Linked DNA regions of Sus scrofa: region 1 is linked to region 2. Evidence: chromatin contacts called from public targeted proximity ligation data. All regions are on one chromosome and are shown on one strand. The core of a region is the stretch at or near the end of the contact, and the rest is flanking DNA. Distances in the headings are between cores, read along the strand shown.

Region 1 (6,486 bases), core at 3,581-6,080, 270 kb after region 2:
GCTTACCTCTCCTCCTGTCAATGAGGCTTTGCTCCTGTATCCTATGTCTTATGATCCATCATTAATCCCAAAGGTGGTACAAACTGGAGGAATAAGAACACTGCCTATTAAGTATGGGGGGAAAGCTGTACTTGTTCTCTCATGCCATGTATCTTTTGGCAGGTAACCTGTCTGGTCAGAGTACAGCAACAGTCTTGCACCCCCAGCAGACCCTCCCCGCTCCTGGCAACATCCCAGAGACTGGGCAGAATCAGCTGTTACAACCCCTTAAGCCATCTCCCTCCAGTGACAACCTCTATTCAGCCTTCACCAGTGATGGTGCCATTTCAGTACCAAGCCTTTCTGCTCCAGGTCAAGGTAAGAAATCAAAACAACTGCCATCTTCCAAGAACATTAAAAAGGAGATAGTGCCAATAGGAGGGACAAAAGCCTGATGAAGAAGCCACCTTAAGGTGGTCGGAGGACCCATTGGCCATAAACCAGCTGCTTGGTACCTGCATGGCTCTTTGGTCTGAAAGGAGAGTGGGTGACAATGAGATTAGGTGGGATCACTGTTCCCATCTACCAGAAATAGGTTTTTTCAAGGGATTACAGCAGAAGTGATGTCTCTGCTTCTGAGGCCTCAAACAAATGAATGACTCCTTTGGAATTTGAAACTTAAGCTTTAATACTAAACCGGGATTTCCTGGACCAGATTCTAAGGAGTTTTAGCTATTTCTGAGAGCTAATGCATTTGCTTTAGCCAGTGTAGACCTTTAAAATTTCTAAGTATGAGAGAAGAATGCTAAAATGAATAACAGCCCTACAATTCAATTTTTTGCCCATAATCTACTTTCCAAATATAGGTTGTTCATTAATGATCACTCAGAATATTCCTTTAGAGGAAAGAGCTTCTAGTAATATTAAAACAAGAATTGAAAGGAGCAGGGTGTTTGGGTGGAAAAGAATGAAATAAACTATAGGTAAAGTAGGAGTGCTTTGGCCACAGCATCACAGACTTGGAGGTTAGGTTGTCTCTTGGCTGAGATGAGCGTAAGATGAGTGTGTTCTCAGGTAGGAGCGCTATCTGGGCAGGTGGAGGGGCTGGGGCCTGGTCCTCCTGCTGCAACCAGGCCTGTGCTGTCCCAGCACGTCTCCCACCCCAGCCTCAGGGTTCTAACGTCTCGTAGCTGTGTTCTGTCTCCTCTCTTTGTTCCTCCCCATTCTCCCTTCTCACAGGCTGTGCGAAGTTTAACTGTGCGTCTGAGCAGGTGACGTTCAAACCTGGTGGCAGGAGGACCCGATTTCTGAGTACGCCCTGCTTGGCTCTTTGTGTGTAACACCTTTACTCCTTCCTCGTCCTCGTGTTTCTGCCGCTTGGATCTGATGTTTCACGCAGTCCATTTTCATTTGTTCTTTGTATATCATCTACTCAGTGGCTTGGCTGAATGATGATTACCCTCAGAAGTTTGGGTCTCTGTAATTATGAAAAAACATGTAGAAATAACAATAGGTTTCTGTAAACTTCAAAGTAACTTTCTGGGCCTCTCAGTAGGCCTTTGACAGAGGGCAGATGTGGTGTCCAGGCTGCAGGGACTGTTAGGTCATTCAGCATAATGAATGCCGAACACACAGTCCTGTTTAGTGCTGCCCCTTGCTCTGGCATGAGAAATCACCGAGAACCTCTTGACCACAGGTGCAGGTAAACGTTATACCCTGTTTTTCTGTTCTTTTTCAGAGTAGATTAGAATCTTTTAATTTTTTAATCTCGATTAAGCATAACTGTCTATTAATTGAAAAGATGCCAGAGTCTCTTCATTGGATGCCTTCACCACCACTACCCTCTAAATCCATAAAATCAGTATTTCAAAAAAGGGTTCAGTGTAGTTCTTCTCATAAAGCTTATCAAATACCAAAGGTCAACACCTATAAGTGAAAATGGGCTATTTAACAAAATTGCTGGGATTTCCCAGCTTTCTTCCCCCAAACAAGGTGCAATAGCAAGTCACCCAGCCTCTCCAGCCCATCTCCCCATGTGTGAAATGAAGGTGGTCCTGCCAGACCAGATAAGATCACGTGCACGAGGCAGAGCGCACTGGGGAAACAGCATTTCTCTGAGTAGCCAGAGCCTTCCTGGCACATAGCAGGTAGTCGATAGACATATATTGAAATAAAAAGTGTTAAAACAAAAATAAAATAAGGATCAAGTAGAAAACCTTTGCTAGAGTTTAGATAAAGATCTTTTCTGTAAGGCTTCAAACTTCTGATGTGGTTATTGAAGTGCTTTTTTAAATGCATGTGCTAAGGCCATCATTGTTTCTGAGTATGGTTCAGAGGTCCTTGGGCCTCACATAGCACTAGTCCAGAGCTATTTAACAAAGAGGGAAGTGGAAGGCATTACCCAATTTGGTAGATTTGTGGGCACTCAGATCAATAGCTTTTCTGGTTAGGCCAAGCTAGACCAAGAACATTAGCTCCTTGACACTTAAGTAAGCATTTAATTTGTATTTCCAGCTAGAAAGATGAAAAAACACTAACAGGAAGAGACAAGTGTTTTTAAAGTAGAATGTGATGTGTCAGGCCTATGTTATTCTGCAGGCTGAAGTGTCTTAAGAGGGAAGAAAGAAAACCAAGGCTTTTCTTGTGAAGGAAGTAGAGTGTGATGGGTACCACTTCAGCTTAATTAATTCAGTAAATTCTCTTTACACTTTTAAAGGTAGGTGGTATTACACTTTGTTCACATGAAAGTGGTCAGAAGTGTTAAATCTTAGCACTTCCTTCTGGGTCTAAAATGAGAGGTCCTATCTCTGTCAGTACACATCACATAAGCCTTGGTGAACAAATCACAAGATTATAGCAAATGCAGAGAGAAACAGGGGCTCCCAGACATGAGCTCCTAGCTAATCTGGGATGCATTACTCTAAGCTCTCAAAATAAGAGTACAGTTTGGAAGCACGGCTTGGCTTAATGCTTTATTTATGTTCAAAAATTGCTTTTAAAGATTTTTCTGGGGGGAGGGGTTAGGATGTACATTAGGATGTGGAAATATATGAGCCAATTTAAATTAAAACTGTAACAATGGTACCATCTGTTAGCCTTCTGTGGTAGAACTGCTAATGCATTTAATTGAGTGCTTTTTAACAACCCAGCAGGAGAAACAGAAAGTGGGACAGGATCGGTGGAGAGACTGCTTGGGTATTTGAAATTCAAGCAGTGAGACCTGAGAAACTGGAGTTCCTCCCCATGCCAGAACTTTGACGCGGGGCATTATTCTTTCAGATACAAAGATTGGGTGTGGAAACTTGACTTCTGTCAGCCAGGTACCCCAGGTCACCATGTCAAGGCCAACAGCCAGTCAGGTCCATCGCACAGAACAGTGTCTGTGACAGGGCTCCCAGGTCCCTCCAGTCTGTCCCCCTCCTGCTTTCTCTTGCTGGGACTCTATGTGCTGTTTAGAGATTCTAAATATTTTACACTGATGTTTCCTTATCTTTAACACATTGCTCTCTCTTTGTGCTTCAGGGAAGATGGTGAAAAAAGTCTGTCCTTGCAACCAGCTCTGTAGTAATTATCTTTTCTTTCTGTTACTTCTGGTCCTTGATTGCAAAGCCTTTTGCCCTTGAGGTCTTTGAACCCCGAAGCCTCACAACTCCTGGATTTCCAGCTTCCATTTGGCTGGTGCTGCACCCTTCTCTGGTTTCGTCTTTAACACGCTCAGTTGCTGTCACTGGCTGTCCCTCCAGATTTTAGGTCACCACATAGTGCCCTAGATGACAGCCCCACTGTGGGGGAGGGGAGGGCACCCGTGGATGTGTGTAGAAGGATCAGGGGTGCCTAGCTCCTTAGGGAGAGAGTCCTGTAGTCAGAAGTCACCACGTGTGCCAGCCGCTGCGGGCACACTGGAAAGTCAGCAGGGATTACAGCAGCCAGAGTCATGCCCTCATATCACAGTGGGAGGCAGCTGCTGGGCAGTGAGGACAGGGACAGCATTGTAGACAGGTGGCTTCTCGTGAAAGTGTGGACAGTTCTACGGCCCAGCAGGCCACCGAGAGGTTCCTCCAGAAAACTCTGTGCTTGGGACACTGGGCAGTAAGTTGTGGCTCGTAATAGGCTCTTGTTACTGGATTTGTGGGGGTGGGGGAATGTGTTAAGGCAGGAGAAGAGTTCAGCTAGGGAATTTTGGGTGGTAAAGGATGCTACTTTTAGAGCTTTTCAGCAGAACCGAAAAAAGGCTTAAAGGTTAGCCAGCAGCCTCTCTGGAAGGCAAGCAGCGTTCTCAGAAATATCTACGTGCTGCCAGTGTCCTTAAAACATTTTACTGCTACAGTGGACCAAACAAGCACACTACGCATTTTCCTAGATTTTATTACTAAGTCAGCTTTTCCTGGGAGTTAATTTCTGGTCAGAAAGGAGTGTGTTTGTTTCCTTCTCTAATGTGGAGATCTGTTTTCAGAAGCCAGAATAAGAATGTTAGCTGTATGGTTGCCTCTCCCTCGTGGTATAAACCCCACTTTCAGAATCCAGTATCACGTAACATGGATGAAAATGAAAAATGAAATTCGGTTATAAAGGGGCCTCACAGCATCAAAGGCGACTAGCATGAGACTAGAGAGTGTGACCCCAGCATGAACGAGTTGTGTCCAGCAGTGTTCACCTCTGCCAGCTTCTGTATTTGGCTTTTGAAAGCTCTGCTCACTTGTGACTATTTGTTTCGTTTTCATTGTCTCACTGACCATCCAGCTCCTGAAGCAATACTCATTCGAGGAGGATGCTGTCCTCATGCGTGTGACACGCTTGCTTTCTGGTTTCCTCATAACCACCACTGCCTGTGCTTCCCTCCCACACTGTCTCACTCCTGCCTCCCCACTTTTCCACCTGGGTTTCCTGTCCGTAGGGAACTGACTCTTCCCTTCACACTGTATGTGCAGTAACCCCCTCCCCCCACCCCCCAGCCCCGTGGCTCTGCGAGCACTGAGGCCACGCCTGCAGTAGTCCTGTGTCTTGCCTTGGTGGTAAGAAGCATGTGACCTTCCTCACTCTGCAGCTTCACCTCGGAACTAGCTGTTCCCCAGTGCAGACGTGCTTGTGTGTGCCATTCCCCGGGTGTAGGGTGTAAACTGGACTCAGGACCAGTAATAGATTAGAGGGCTTTTAATGGCAGAGTTGCTTCAGGTGTGCTGCTGTGCTCTGGTGCTGCCTTGACCTTGAAAACAGGAACGTGTGTATTTAAATATTTAGCCCCCGCATTATTTGGATGTCTTAAGTCCTAGAGGCTCACAACTTACTATAGTAGCTTTTATTTATTCTGTAGCAAATGTGAGATGTGGTAAGAAAGTGGGGGGTGAGGGGAAAAAAACAAGACCATGACTCTTCTTTCCCTCTTCCCTAAACTTGCCTCCTCGAATAATCTTCAGTGTGCCCTCCAGCAGAGCCGAAATCAGGCAGGCCACAGACTTCTCCTTTGTTTCTCATCACACCATAGAGATAGAACTCCTTCATCACAACCCCCGAGCTTCCTCCTCCCCTGGCACCCCTACCGCAGCTGGATGTCCTGTTGCTTCCACATGAGAGTGCTTGCTCTTCTGGGAAGAGGGGGGGGAAGGTGAGCCAATTGAAACTGAGGTCACCTTCAGGAAAGCCACGTCCTCCTGGAGTTGAAAGACTCAGGCACACCACAGAGAACCTTCCTCATGAGTGCTCACGTTTTTGACTCATAGGAAATCGGGAGAGATTGAAGCCTTAACTCTCCCAAGTTTATGTTCGCAATTTCTGTTTATGCATCCAGGTGAAAAAGTTTTCTGAACAGAGCATGCCTTCTCTTATCGTCCCTTTCTGTGAAAGAACGGCTAAAGACCACATGGCATCACGCGGTTTGGGAGCCCATTTTCCCTGGCCTGTCTTTGCATTCCTTCAACTCCTCCATGAACCATGCCCTTCTTTTGCCCTACTCTGTAATATTCTAGAGCAGCCAGCCTCATTGGCCATCCCACTGGCCCTGTTCAAGGTGGCGCTGGGAGTAGAGGCCTGGTGGTGAGTTTCCAAGATGCCACGAGAGTGGGCAGAAAGAGGTTCCCACCCCTTGCCCTTTGTCCCCCTTAGATGTCCAGCCTCATCTGCAGCTCCCGAAGAGAACCTGTTTTTATCATCCTGTTTTGCCTAAGTAAGATTTGGCTAATAAATAAGATCCTGGAACCTCCTTTCTTGCATGGCTTCCCAGTTCATCCTCCCCATTCTGTGGCTTGCCATTCATCATCCTAAGAAGTGTTTCCTCTTCCTGAAGTTACAGCCCAAGCCCCTTTTAATAGTGTACTTTGTTGCTTCTTCTGACTTTAGGAACCAGCAGCACAAACACTGTTGGAGGAACAGTGAGCAGCCAGGCTGCCCAGGCTCAGCCTCCTACCATGACGTCTAGCCGGAAGGGCACTTTCACAGACGACCTGCACAAGTTGGTGGATAACTGGGCCCGAGACGCCATGAATCTCTCAGGCAGGAGAGGCAGCAAAGGAC
Region 2 (6,821 bases), core at 271-2,770:
TGACCCTCCAATGAGTCACTCCTGTCAGCCCTGAGAAAAGCCATATGGCAGCTTCCCTGTGCATCCGCTGAAACTCAGGGCTCAGACAAAACAGCCCAGAGGAGTGGTGGGCTCTCAGCCCTTTTGTTGGCCTCAAAATGCCCGACTACCCAGAAAAGCCCCCTGAAGAGGAGATGGTGAAGAGCCTGGCCTTTGGAGGGCTGGTTTCACATAAGGGAAGGGCTAGTCCCAGCCCAGAAAGAGCGATTCATTCAAATATATGGATTTGATGGCCTGCAGTGCCCATTTGCCTTTAATTAGGTGCCTGAGATCCTCAGTCCTCTGTCAGGATTAAGTTTGAAAGGGTGCCCAGGTCTGTTGCACACAGTAGGACTCAGAGCACTGGGAATGATGGCAGTTCCCAGTTGCAGAGTACAGATCTTGCCTGACACACAGATAAATGCAGGACATGAGTCAGGTCCCCCACAGCCCTGTGAAGCTGGTGAGGACATCCTTATTGTGGAGGCTCAAGAGCCTAAGTAACTTGCTCAAGGTCACACGGCCGTCTTCAAGGTCCCAGTTCTATATCTGCCAGAGCCTATAATTTTAACCCCTAACCTGTTACTTCCTCGAAGTTGAAGAGATACTCCCTGCCTCCGAGGAGTTTGGGATTTAAAGATAAATTTCTGTGGCCTAAGTTGAAAGAAGACCATGTGTACTTTTGCTAAGAGCAGGTTTGACACATCTCCCGAGGCGACCCTTGCCTCAGACCTTCCTGAATCTGCAGTGGGGCTGTCCCTGAGGCCCTGCCTCACTCTGGTGGAAAGGCTAGAGTTCACGCTGGCAAGAGGTGACCCGGGCAGCTGGGAGAAGAGGGTCGATAGACTCTCATCTGGACATTCTGAATTTTGACCCCCTCAAATGTTTGAACTGTCGTAAAATTAAAACAGAAACAAATATGCACCCCTGAAGACCAATGGTTAATATAAAGCAGAATTTACAACTTCATTTCATCCAGGCCTGAGCTTCTCCATGTATGAAATGAGAACAGTATGCCCAGTTCAGCAAGAGTGCTGTTAAAAAGATCAATGAGAGAATGTGGGTGAACGTGCTTTGCAAACTGTGAAGCCTTAGAACAAGGGTGAGATGAGGGAGAAATCTCTCCCGCTCAGACTGCACTCCCACCTGTGGGCCTAGAGGCATTCTCAGGGCAGTGTTCTGATTCAGCCCGCCCCAGCCCAAATTTCTTCAAGGGCCTCCGCTGTCTTCTCAGCAGCCCCCCTGATCTCTGAAATGCTTCTCTGCCCTCTCTCCTCACCCACCTGGGGGACCTCCCTTCAGGCTGCTCCAGGCGCATCTTTCAGTTCTCAGGCAAGCCCACCTACACTGGGTCCCCAAAGGAATCTGCGGTGCAGAAACCACCCCCCACCCCCGGCCCCACCCCCTGCCCCCAGCTGGCTTCCACCTACCTCTCCAGCCTGGTGTCCTCTTCCTCCTCCCTCCGGAGAGGGGCAGAGGGTTCAGCCTCCTTACTGGGCCACACCACATGACTCACTGTTCCCTGCACACACCCCACCCTTCCGTACCTCTCCTGCTCCCTCCAGGATGAATGGCCTTTCCTCCCAGTGCCCCCAACCCCCAGGCCTGCCCTTCCTCTGGACCCTGGGCTGTGTTCAGACCTCTCCAGGCTGCCCCTCCAGCTGCCTGCTTTGTGGTGGGGAATCCATCTTCCACATACCACGGTGCCCAGTTCAGTGATTTGCCCACATGAAATGCATGATAAATGATGACAGCATTGACATTTTCATGTGAAAGTGTTACTTCAAAGAGTTTTTTGGAAAAAGGCAAAAGAATGGATCCTTGAAGGTGGGATTTCAAGCCGGACTCCTGCATGAGGGGTGTGCTGTTTGAACAGTGAATATTTGCCTTTAAAATAGAAGCCCCTGGCCTAGGGAGCCTTTCTACCCTGGTATCCTGCTTCAGGGAACAAATGACTCAGGCTGGACGCTGTCACTGGTCTTCAGGCCAAAGCCTGCAAAGGCGGGACCCCTGAGGCCTGTGTTTGGGGCAGGCCCTCAGCCTGCGGCCTTCCCTGTGCCAAGAGCAGTGAGTCTCGCCCTTGGAAGTCAACAGTCACTAATCCACTGTGGGTGAGGTGTCCGCCTGCTCAGAAATCTCCCGGAGCCGCGAGGCGCCAGCCCTCCCCCAGGTGCACGCGTGCGAAGGCTGCCCAGGGAAGGTGTAAGGCGCGTTCTCGTCCGCCAGGGGGCCCCAGACATCGCAGCAGGCCCTGGGGCAGCCCCCCGCCAGGAGGCCTTCTGCTCCCTTGAGAGTCCAGGAAGTAACAGGCTTTCTTTCTGAAAAAAGGCCCGTGGGGCAGAGCAGGCCGGAGGGACAGGAAGGCACAGGGGCTGTAATTAGAACCCCTGCGGCCTGCTTGGTTTTTGTCAGAAAGCTTTTCTATGTCTTCTGCAAGAGGTCACCTTGTCAGCCACCTGGGTCAGGGTCCAAAGTTAATCTTAGAGCTGCCACTTAGAAACTTACAGAGACTTGGAACAAGAGGTGTCCCCCCACACACACACCCCACCCTCCCACAGCTTGCAGTTGCTCTGGGGCCTCCAGATCCATCTGGAACTTTGTTCCAGGCTTTGGGGTTCTCAGCGACATTCCCCAAGCTTGCCTGACCCATCTCTGCTCATTGTCTGCCTACCAGCCTTCAAAGGCCAACAAACTGAGCCAAGATTTAAACAATAATAATTAAATACTGAGACTGCTGTATGCCACACACAACCCCCATGAAGTGGGTATTAATTGTCCCATTTTACAGGTGAAGATATTGAGTCTCAAAGAGATTAACTGCCCTGAGTCACCAAATACTAAGGGATGGTCCCTTTACAAAGCCTGATCAATTTAACCTTAGACTTTATTCATGTCTTCACTTAAACATTTACTGAGCGTTTCTTGGTTTTGTAGAACCTTAGATTTTGCGGTGGAACCTGAGTCCAGATAGGAGGCCTCAACACGGGTGAGTGAAAATGACTCTCAGAACAATTCATCATAAAGCAAAACATCAACATTCCACACGACAGTGCATATGAGTTTGTACCTCCCCACTAGATTGTATGTTTGCAAAAGGCAAGAATTATTTCCTTGGAATTTCAGGCACTTAAAATAAGCAGTGAGAGTTGCTCCGACAGTCCCTGGCTGTGGTCCAGGTGAGCAGACCTCATCAGCAGATCATATCTGACACGGAGATGGGAAAAGGGAAGGTGGTGAATTTCCCACCCCGCCCAGCAGAGCAGGAGAGCCTGCCAAGATCCCACGTGTTTCCAGCGCCTCTGTGCTGGGCATCTAGGAGACAAGAGAGATCCCTACCTTCTGCATATCCCTGTCCCCTAATCCCCTCAAGTGACAAGGCTTAGCAGGAAATCAAATGCATAAAGGGGGAAGCATAAAGAGAGATGAAAAGACCCTTTCAATCCCACCCCAGAAGATAAGCTTCACAGGAACAAGGATTTATCTGTCTTGTTCACTGTGGCATCCCAGAACCTGGCCCCTAGCCTGGCGTGCCCAACGAGCGAACGATGGCTTTGTCACCCCTGTGTTCACCCAGAAGGCGCTGAAAGGGCAGGACCCTGTGAGCTGCGTTCTGTGGCCCTCCTCCACGGAGCCCTGGGGGGCTGCAGGAATTTTCCCCTACCCATAGCTGCCTACCACGTGGGCTTCTTCCATCCTGCCTTGGCCCTCAGCGTGCGTGCGTGCGTGCGTACGTATGTGCGCACATGCGTGCGTGCCCACGTCCGCGGGGTTGGCACCGATGGGTGGACTGCTGAGGAGTTGGGGGTACTGCTGTTCTCACTGGAAGGGTCCCAGGTGCAGTTTTAGGCGTGGGAGGAAGACTAGGGCAGTGAGGAGTCCTTGGGGCACTGTGTCCCGGGGTCAAAGCGAGGCTGCTAACCGCCCTGGAGGTCGTCCAACCCCGAGTCAGATGCTGCCTTGCCCAGAGTCTGCCTGCCAGCCTTGCTGCACCCCGGCCTCGGGACTCACCGCTTCCCCCTCCAGGCCCAGCAGATCCCACCTGGGCTCTCCCCTCCGGCCTCAGGATCCACCAGCAGCCCCAAATCCTGCGCGCTGTGCAGCAGCAGTGGTGCCGTGGGACAGGGTCTGGGAGAAGCGAAGGGCAGAGGATGAGGGGCTCTGGGCTTAGAGTCAAGGAATTTGAACTGAGGTCGCGGCCATGTCTTCCCTCGGCGACCCTGGGCAGCTCATGCGACCTGCTGGTCTGCACACCTCTTTGGCAAAACGCGAGGACTCCAGCCCCTCCTTCATCGTGAGAAGCCAGTGTGTGATTTGGTGTATACACGCACAAGGGGTGAGCCATTGCCCAGCTCTGCCAAATCCTCAATTTAAGCGCCGGGACGGCCCCAGTCCTGTTGTCACCCAACCCCTCACTTTCTCTGGAACGTGACCCCCGGGGGATGCTGAACACGCTGAACAGCCCGAGCTCCAGAACTTTTACAAAGGTACAGCCTTTCAGTAACTGTGTTTACCCAGCACTTAGCCTGTTCCAAACACTCTTCTAAGTGTGTTTATGCATTATCTCACTTACTTCTTACAGACACCTTTCCAGAGGGGAGACATCATTCAGAGAGATTAAGCAACTTGCCTGAGGTCACATAGCTGGAGGCAGAGGAGACAAAACGCAAACCTGGGTTTGCCTGAGGCCAGAGCTCCACCTCTGAACTACTGTTGTTCTGCAAGCCTCTGGTCACCTCTTGTTGTTCTGCCACCTTTGAAGAAGCCCAGGGCCCCGAGGAGACCTTTCCTCTAGTCCCTAACTCAGTTTCTAGCTAGTACTGTGTGCTCAGGAAGGAAGGAGGGAGGGAAGGAGGGAAAGAGGCAAGGGAGGAAGGAGTCAGGCAGGCAGGCGACAAGTCATGCTTTTAGCCTCGGCCTAGCCCCAGGCTGGAATCACCTTTCTAGAGCTGGGGCCAGTGCCCCAGGCAGCAAGGCAGTTGTTGGGTCACTGCTGGGCCCTCACTCTTGTTCTAAAAATACCAAGAGGAGAGCCCTCCCAGGCCACCTAACAGATATCCAGTTGCTCCTGGGGTCAGTTCTGTGCAGCCCAATCCTGCCACCTGGCACCTGCTCCCTCTGGCCCCTGCCTGACAGCTGATCCTGTCATCCCCGTGCATTTTACCACAAGGCAAAGTCCAGTTCTGCAGAGGTGGGAACTCTGGGCAGCCAGGCCCGGCCTGGCCTGGCCCCGCCCTTGCTGAGCTGCTGGGCATCCAGGTAGTTCCGGGGTGTTTTCCCCAAAGCGCAGTCCAAGCAAACCCTTCTTTGCTGGGGCTCTGTTCCCATGGCTGCCAGTGCCTCCAGCCCCTTTGGCGTTTGAACAGCGGCCAGGTTCCGGGATGTGGACCCCAGCCTCTGAGTCGGGCCCCAGCACTGCCCTCAACAGCTGTGTGACCTAGGACCTCTGTTAGCTTCCTATAAATGCCAGAATAATAAGATTACAAAGCAGTGAAGGCATTATCCTGTTTTGAAAGATATATATTATGTGCAGAGATGCAATAAGTAAAATGTTAACAGTGTCCTCTCTAGGCCCGAGGATTTGAGCTGCCCTTATTCTTTGGGTTTTGTCTCTATTTCCTAATTTTTCCTCAAGAAAAAATCCTAATATTTTCCTAGTATTTCCTGTTTTTTCCTCAAAGAACACATACAGTAAAAGGAAAAATGTTAGAACAACCCCACAATAGATATTTAAGTATTTGTCTTGACTTTGAGGAGAATGTTAATGAAAGTGGGTTGCAGACTTTAAAGGGCTTTGCAGTGTCTGGGGTTCTTGATACCGTTTCCCAAGAGGCGTTTTGGAGCTGGACCTGCAGTGGGTGTGTGTGTGGGGGGGGGTCCCCACACCTGGAAACCCTAAAATCAGCTGCCCCACCTGGAGCTTCATCCTTCCTCACCAGGTAGGAAGGGGAGAGAATGCTGGTCCATGTAATGCAGCATAGGCGTGGGCAAGGCCGTGGCTATAATGCGCCAGCCTGCACTGCAGATGAGTCAGCAGCATTGCTTGAGAGCCCACTGTGTGCAGTGCCCTCCCTGTACTCTGTTCTGAGAAGATAGCTCTGTTTGCTTTCCCGTGTCAATAAACAGTTACCGGGCATCTCTGTATTTAAGGAAGTCAGAGAGAGGGCATGGCCACGAAGTGATTAATTTAGATGGCTGGGGGTGGGGGCGGCTTTGGGAGGATTACACAAGGGGAGAGAGCATGTGAGAGAGACAAATGGAGTGAGAAAGCAGGAGGAGAACTGATAGACTTTAATTGTCATCTCAGCCAGATCTTGAGGGACAAGAAGAATCCTCTGGAGGTCAGAGTCCTGCCTTGGGAACCACTACCCTAATGGGAAAGACTGGTTTCCAAGTGGGTGTCTGTGTAACCCATAATAATTTTCAGGGATCAGTACAAAATGATCCTGAGGGCCCATAGTTCAGAATTTATTAAGAATTTCAGGATTGGAGTTCCCATCATGGCTTGGTGGAAACAAATCTGACTAGGAACCATGAGGTTTTGGGTTTGATCTCTGGCCTCGCTCAGTGGGTTAAGGATCTGGCATTGCTGTGGCTGTATTGTAGGCCAGCAGCTGTAGCTCTGATTTGACCCCTAGCCTGGGAACCTACATATGCCCCAAGTGTGGCCCTATAAAGAAAAAAAAAAAAAGGAATTTTAGGATGGTAATGGTGGAGCTTTAAACCAGGGGGTTAGGTTGCTAGACCCTTTCTAAGCCAGACCCTTGAAGCTAAGCCAGCCTGCTAGTGCAGGGGAGAGGTATTAC

What was found.
Region 1: a contact with region 2 is called in a targeted proximity ligation map of alveolar macrophages. A contact is called at or near these places in 4 of 47 Hi-C or Micro-C datasets (embryonic fibroblasts, fetal heart ventricle and fetal liver) and 1 of 2 datasets of targeted methods (alveolar macrophages).

Annotation. Positions count from the first base shown.
Region 1 is chr5:68,132,296-68,138,781 of Sscrofa11.1, forward strand. WNK1 (serine/threonine-protein kinase WNK1) reads left to right here. Exons shown (of 29, transcript XM_013997884.2): 27 at 163-357; 28 at 6,313-6,486. Among named protein-coding and RNA genes, the nearest start is that of RAD52, 32 kb to the right of the region's middle.
Region 2 is chr5:67,867,616-67,874,436 of Sscrofa11.1, forward strand. It overlaps LOC102167892 (a long non-coding RNA gene), which reads left to right. Exons shown (of 5, transcript XR_002344143.1): 3 at 2,953-3,004. Among named protein-coding and RNA genes, the nearest start is that of B4GALNT3, 99 kb to the left of the region's middle.